2 separate regions of the Mus musculus genome follow, and region 1 is linked to region 2. A link is a contact called in public HiChIP or PLAC-seq data. All regions are on one chromosome and are shown on one strand. The core of a region is the stretch at or near the end of the contact, and the rest is flanking DNA. Distances in the headings are between cores, read along the strand shown.

Evidence for each region. HiChIP or PLAC-seq counts read pairs in DNA pulled down with a chosen protein or histone mark.
Region 1: a contact with region 2 is called in a FOXA1 HiChIP or PLAC-seq map of pancreatic cancer cells. The contact joins two enhancer-like sites. A contact is called at or near these places in 1 of 484 Hi-C or Micro-C datasets (the G1E-ER4 cell line) and 1 of 115 datasets of contacts at active chromatin or transcription factors (pancreatic cancer cells).

What each region holds. Positions count from the first base shown.
Region 1 is chr1:91,191,293-91,194,997 of GRCm38.p6, reverse strand. The region is part of intron 1 of Ramp1 (receptor (calcitonin) activity modifying protein 1); the gene reads right to left. Among named protein-coding and RNA genes, the nearest start is that of Ramp1, 13 kb to the right of the region's middle. Within about 2 kb of position 1,542, at least 76 of the 459 cell types and tissues checked have an H3K27ac peak or open chromatin away from gene starts, as enhancers often do. A contact at or near this core is called in pancreatic cancer cells, where this site is marked.
Region 2 is chr1:90,632,073-90,635,758 of GRCm38.p6, reverse strand. No RefSeq gene overlaps it. Among named protein-coding and RNA genes, the nearest start is that of Gm35242, 15 kb to the left of the region's middle. Within about 2 kb of position 1,903, at least 38 of the 459 cell types and tissues checked have an H3K27ac peak or open chromatin away from gene starts, as enhancers often do. A contact at or near this core is called in pancreatic cancer cells, where this site is marked.

The sequences.
Region 1 (3,705 bases), core at 293-2,792, 560 kb before region 2:
GCCAGCCCAGCCCCGGATACTGAGGCCATGGACACAGCAGAGGCACTGAGTAGCTCACAGAGAGCGAGATGTTTCAAGTTGGGCGGAGAACAGGAGGAGAAAGAGTTCTGATCATAGGAACAGAGCCATCAGCTGCCTGACCAGGACAGATGGACCCCAGGGGACAGGAGATATCCATGAGGGCTGAAGCCCAGCTATGCAGCAGAAACTGGAGTATCCCCTAGAAAGTGATCTCCACACTCATGTGCTTGGCCCACCATGGTCTAGGGAAAAGGGCTGGCATAGGACTGCCTGAGTCTGGACAGGGTGCCCAGCATGGCTAGAATCAGTGTTTCTGAAGCCAGGGTGGTATGGCACCGAGCAAAACTTCACAAAGTGGCACACAGTGAATTCCCTGGCAGTGAGTTGGGCGTGGGACCATCCTTGTATGGTAATAACAGACTCTGGAGCATGTATCTTGACAGTGAGGCCAAAGCAGTGAAACTGAAGCCCTACGTTTAATTAAAAATAAAAAGCCAAATAGCACACCAGAGCCCTGTCCCCAGCAGCATGTGGAACCACGTGTGGCCTGGTGGCAGAGCTCTGCAAATCTGAGCTTGCTCTCACTGCAGGCAGACATGCCACCAGGCTAGTGCCAGCCAGTCTGAGACTCCCCACAGGCATCACTAATCAATAGGTCGAGACTGGATAGGGTAGGATACCCTGGGAGGCTAGCCACTCAGGAAGAGGTTGAAGGAGGTTGTGTCAGGATGGTAGGCTTGGCACAGAGATGCCCACAACTCTGAGATGGGGCTGGTGAGGAAAGGAGCTAGGTGTTGGTACACACTAGAGTCCTGAGAACAAAGCTGAGACCTGGGGACTTTTAGGAAAAGCTAAGGAGTAGCCGTCGTGAGTGGAGACCTGTCCAAGGGAAAGGCTGACAGATGGAAATCGCTCTTGGGAGGCAATCCACAGCCTTCAGTGAGAGACCTCTGCTCTTGAGGGGCCATGGAGGGGCTGCTGGAAGTTTTCTGGGCCCAACCTAGAGCCCTAGGAAACACAGAGGACAGCAAGGCACCACTCCCCAGCAAGTACTTGAACTGCACTTGAGCTCATGAAGCAGCCAGTATATGGATGCTCAGGCCACAAGAGTACAGTGAGCACACCTGGGGACCTCGGAGCCAGCAGCGCACACTTGAGGATCATGTCAGCCACAGTGGAGGCTGGGGAAAGGGTAACACCATCTCTGTCCCACCAGGATCCCCTGTGGAAGCCTTCCTGTGGTAGTCAGGAAGCCTCAAATGTACAGCAAGCTCCAGAAGCTGGGATGAGACCTCGTGTGAGTGTCAAGGGTCCTCTCTCCATTTATCCCCTATACTTTATGGCTCCTGGCACCCAGACCTGCCTTGTACCTCATATGACTCCCCCTTTCATGAACTCCGTGCCCCAAGCTGTCCTCCTCCAGCTGCCCATAGCTGCAGGAAGCCAGCACACCCTCCATAGACATAGACACAGCCACATCCGGGGTGCTCAGGGTGAGGGGGCAAAGACTTTTTTTTAAAACCACATTTGCCCTGCTTTCACCTCCCACTCCTTTCTGACTCACAGGGGCAGTCGTCCCTGGCACGCAGCAGAGTGGCACATACATTTTCACCAAATGCCTGAGATACCCACACACCACTGCCAGGAAACACAGCTAGGAAAGGAAGGCAGGGTACCTGGGGTCACCACTGGTGCAAGGTACTGGCTAGGCAATGGAGAGGATCAAGAGTGACTTGGCCTTCCTTCCTGTTCTGGAAGAGTCAGTTTTAGGGCAGAGAAGGGGGTGCCTCAGGGAAGGTTCTGGGTGCCATGCATTAGAACCCGGTGTGTGCTGATGTCGACACCAAGGATCAGCTAAAGAGATCTGGTGTCCCCAAGTCCCCTGTGAAGGGGCCAGGGAGGGGAATAGGAGATGCACTCCTGTCCTGCAGAGCTAGTACACAGGAGAGACTGTGCTGCCTCTGTGGAGAGATGGTCCCCAACAGAAAAGGGCACTTGGAGGCTGGGGGCCCAGAAGGACCAATCATGTCCCCTCCACACTTCCAGGAGAATGCTTCCCCCCACCCCACCCCCAGCATTCTGCCAAGACAAAAATCTCCTGGATAGTCTTTGGGCCTCCCTGGTCTAGCTGTAGAGCTGACCCTACCTGACCTGGTCCTTGTACCTCCCATTCTTCTCAGATCACCCCTCCACCTCCCAAGGGGGAGACTTGCTATGCTCAGCCCCATCTTTCTTCTGCTAGACTCATAAACTCATCCCTTCCTGCCTTGGAGAGTGTGGATTGGGGCCACGGGCAGCTCCGCAGGCAGAGAGTAGTTTCATTTTGTAATTGGAAGAACATCCTAATCTCTCATAAAGAACAAGCAACAACAAACAGTAAAACTGCCTCAAACTTTAAGCTTTGGAGTCAAAAGGCTGACTCTATGTGCAGGCAAATGTAACCACTGGGGACTGCTGCCTCTGAAACCTAGACGGAGACAATGCTGCTCTCTCAGCTGCCTGTCAGGACAGGCGTGCCCCTCGGCTGTGCATAACTTCAGAATTCAGCATCGCTCCTCTGCTCCTTCTCTCTACTACTATATGTGCCTCAGCTGAGCACACATAGCATCACACACAGAGAGAAGCCATCACGAGTGGATGACATCAGAGTGCTAGTGCCGGCTGCCATCCTGAGCGTGCTTACCACAGACGCTCTGGAGATGTGGGCTCAGGACTTCTCAGGTAGCAGTAACCCACAGGGGGTTCCTAGGGGAACCTCTGTCCTCAGAGGCTCTGAGACTCTAGGGCAGTCCTAGCAGATGACGGTCCCTGCCACATCACAACGATGCCCAGAAGTAACCAGGCACCTGGGAGCAGCATTTGCACGACACTACATCAGTGACAGATGGCTCCCACAAAGGAACTGGAGGTGAAGAGAGCAAGGACATCCCGAGAACATGAGGGCAAGCTGAGAACAATCCTCTGCACCATCTTTCCCCCCACACCAGGTCTTCAGGGCATCTTCTGTCTGTGTGGGTGGCTCTGACATCCCTACAGCTCATCCTACACAGTCCTAGGAGAACAAAGGGTTTTCATTGTTTGACACTAATGGTGGCACCCCAGTTTTGTTTTTTTTTTTGAAAAGCTCTGTCTGGAACCTTTTACCTAGTAGAGGAGGTAAAATGTACATCTTGGCAGCCCAAGGGTCTGTCTCAAGATTAGACCACCTTCTAGGCCACAAAGCATGCTTTAACAAATGTAAAAGAGACAAAGGTAAAAGAGTCAGGAATTTTCTAGTGTCTTATGGGACCACAGTGAAATGAAACTAGAAATAAGTAACAAAACCAATCGCAGAAACTACACAGTCATTCGAACTGAAGAACACACTTTTACATACCTGCCCTGTAGACCAGCTGACATGTTCAACCTCTAGTCTGACTACCTGGGGAGGCAGAGGCAGGTGGATTTCTGTGAGCTCCAGGCCAACAAAGGCTACATAGTGAGGCCTGCTCAAAATTAAAAAAAAAAAAAAAGACTATTAGTCCACTTTCGCTGGTGAGCATAGACATGAAAATGGTCAATCAAATACCTATATATAGAATTCAAGCACACACCAAGACCAAGGTGAGTCATGATCAAGGTAACCAGGGGCTACACAGTTGCTCCAGCATATGAAACCAAGGACTGTAACACAACATAGAAACA
Region 2 (3,686 bases), core at 654-3,153:
CCTGATGCTTGCTAGAAACATCTAGGACTCTGTCTGTGGATTGAGAATGGCTCTGTGAGAAGAAATGGCTGAGTAACAATCAGGGTCCCACCAGGGAGCAGAAGGAGCCACTCTGACCTGTGACTGAGCTGAGATCCTGTCCCTTCTACTCAGCCTCCTTCCCTTCCTTCCAATCATAGGAGAAGGGCAAGCTTGGGCTCCTTGAGTGGGATGCCCTGCTACCACCAGGGACCACTATAAGAGATCCTCTGAAATGAGGCTGCCATTTTTTTTTTAGTCTCCTACAGCTAGTGGACCACAGGCAGACAAGCCTTGCTCTATGGATATTCTGGGCTGGCCATTTCTCTGTGGGAGGCTGCTCCCTTACAGTATAGGTGGTTCATTTGCATAATTGGCCTTATCTCTGCCTGCTTGATGACAGGATCTCCCTGCACCAGTAACTGGGACAGTCCCAATGTCCCCAGATATTACTGACTGTCCCTGGGAGGGCAAAGTCACCCTGGTTATGGAGGACTACTTTAGGTAGAAGGAAGGCTGTGGACAGATGCTCAGCTCTGCTGGAACACCCATGATGGACTCACAGAGTATCTAGGATGCTTTCTTCAGGAGTTGTGCAGGCAGGTGAGGGCCAGGCAGGATATCTCATATTCCTGCTTCCTGTGCCTTCAGATCACCTGCAAGCCCCACCCAGAACTGAAGACAGGGCTTCCTGTGAAATTCACCCAAAATACAGTATGTTTTTCTTAATCTCTTTAAAAATTTTGTGAGACTACTTAGAATTAAGGAGATCAAGAATGCTAGAATCCAACGGAAGTAATGTAGAGTTCTAGCCACGCTGGTTCCAGCTGGAAAAGACCAGCTTTCTGACCTCTGAGTTTGGTGGTCAGGTATGAAAGTGTGGGAACATGGAGCATGGGCTCTTGAGGAGGAGGAAGAAGGAGGAGGAGGAGGAGGAGGAGGAGGAGGAGGAGGAGGAGGAGGAGGAGGATAAAAGGACAGGGTAAGAGAGAGAGAAGGGAGGAAGAGGGAAAGAGTGGAGAGGAGAGAGAAGATGGGGAGAGGGAGGAGGGGAAGGAAGAGGAGGATACACTGCAGTTCAGCACAGACACAGCTAGGCTTCCAGCTCACACCCATGATCTGTCTTGGGCTGTCAGGCTTTCTGTACCTCCCTTAACACATGCTGTGTCCCCACCTCACCACAGAGGACAAGAATGTCAACAAGGAGTGGCCAGTTCCCTCATTGCTGCCTCTGTTCTATTTGTCCTCAGGACCTGGGCAGTGCTGAGCCTTGTGCCCAGCTGAGAGCAGAACTTGAGACTCTTGTAAACATCTCCTGAGGTAACAGAGGACAGCCCAAGTAAACCAGTAGGCGGGGTCCACAGAAGAAGACTCTGTGGAACCTTAGGGCCAGACCCAGGAGGGCGAGGTGGGTGGAGGAGGCAACCAAGGTGGTCTGTGGAACCAGGCCAGTGTGCTAGCTAGGGCTGCAGAAGTGACGTCATCAGGTGTCAATGGAAGGAGCCTGTTTCAGAGCCTCTCCCAGAGCAAGCACTTGAGGGAGGGTAATATAGGGTGAGGGAAACAGGGATTCATGAGTGTCTTCATACAAGTGTGCCTAACACAGGCTGTCTTACACATACACATGTACAGAGAGTCTCATACACACGCACTCTCATGAACATATAATTCTCCCCATTCATTCATATACACATGCACATTGGCTTACACACACACACACACACACACACACACACACACACACTCCGTCAGTCAGACATCTGCTTTGCCTTTACGGAGACCACAGAATACTCATGTCCCTCTGCAGTTTCCCATCTGTGAGAAGTGCCAGCTTCCAGTCACCCCCATGACTCAGGTCTCCAGAAGGAGGTGCCGTGTGGTTTGGCTCAGATCTGCCCAAATGTTGAGGCCACCTCACCCTGCCTTGAGTCACAGGCTCCTTGTTTGTTCAACCTTCAACAGGCTGGCCTTGTTTCAGGTGCTTTCTTGGGCAGCAGAAGACAGGAAGGGAGCAGGGAGCCACCAAAAGCAAAAGCAGAGGAATTCTTGACAGGTAGTGAAGAGGGAGGGTGGGGCCAGGGATACCCAGTGGGGCACCTTGTGCCCTGCCTGTGGACCTCTGCTGCCCTCTGCAGATCAGGGGAGCCCAGGCATCTTGAGTCTGGCTAACCCTTGAGGCCCCCATCGGAGGCCTGGAATACCTGACTGTAGAGGAGGGTGGGTCTCCAGGCTGGGGAGCCATTGCTACTGACAGATTTCGGTAGGATGGGTGTCATGTCCTTTACAGAAAATACGACCACACCAGATCCTCATGCATGAGCACTGCTGAGTAGACCAAGTAGAAAAGCATCACTGGAGATGGTATGGTGTGTGTGTGTGTGTGTGTGTGTAAGACCCCATGCTAATCCATGTGTGGAAACCAGACATTAGCACTGAGGTCGTCTTCTATCACTCTCTGCCTTACTTTTTGAGACTGTGTCTTTCAGTGGCCCTGGACCTCACTGACTGGCTAGATGAGCTGCTGGTGAGACCCCAGCACCCTCCTGTCTCCTTTCTGTCTGTGGAATTACTGGGTGGTCCCTGAGTCTGGCTGAGGCGCATGCTTGCGTGGGGTGTCTTCCTAACCCCGGCTTATAGAAGGCATTTTTAAAGGTAACTTGACACCTGGACAGGTAAATGTCTGGGAGAAAGGGAGATTGCTAGTGATGGTGTGTGTGTGTGTGTGTGTGTGTGTGTGTGTGTGTGTGTGTGTGTGTGTGTGATATCTGAACAGAAGGAAGCAAGTGCATTGGGGATATGTGGACAGAGTAGTCTAAGTACGCAAAGGTGCAGAGAGTGGAGGGCTCATTACATCCTCTGGTCCCAGGAACCCTGGTCTCTGATTTCAGCTTGGGCAGGCTCAGGCCTGTCAAGGAACGGGGATCCCAGCAGCTTCTGGATCAGCCTTTGTCTCCAGGCAGAGGACCAGACCAAGCTCAGACAGAGGACTACTTCTCCTTCATAACAGCAGTGGTAAATAGGAAGGCCAAATGCTGCTGGTTCTTTGAAAATTATCCCCAAACTAACTTTACCACCGTGTAAGTTACTTTTCTCATGACTGTAACCAAACAAGCCCCTCCACTCCACAGAGAGAGACTGAAGGGAGGAGTGGTTTATTCGGCTCACAGTTTAAGATGGGACATGGCTAAGTCACCATGGGAAAGCATAGCAGCAGAATCCTGTGGTGGCCCGTCACACTACAGTCACGTGGATTGTGAGGTGGCCGGTCACACCCCGCTCACATCCAAGGCAGTGCGGCGAATGCAGGGGCTCAGGCCACCTCTTGTTATTCAGTCCCAGGCCCCGCCCCAGAGGATGGTGCTGCCCACATCCACAGTGGGCCTTCCCTCTCAGACCTTTATGGAAACTTCCTCACAGAGCTGTCTAGAGGTGTCTCCTGGATGCCTGATAGTATCAACCGTCCCAGGCCTAAGGAGACGCCGAGAAGATCATTAGCGTTCATCAGTCACCTGAGTTTGTTAATGAATCCCTCTCTTGCTCTAGCGATGATCTGGAGGGTATTTTCAGAAGTACGTTCTAGACAAAGAAAGCCCTGAAGGAATCAGGGGAGGGGAAATGAAAGGAAGAAAGAGATGGCGTATTCCAGAAGAAATGAAGAAAACTCTCGT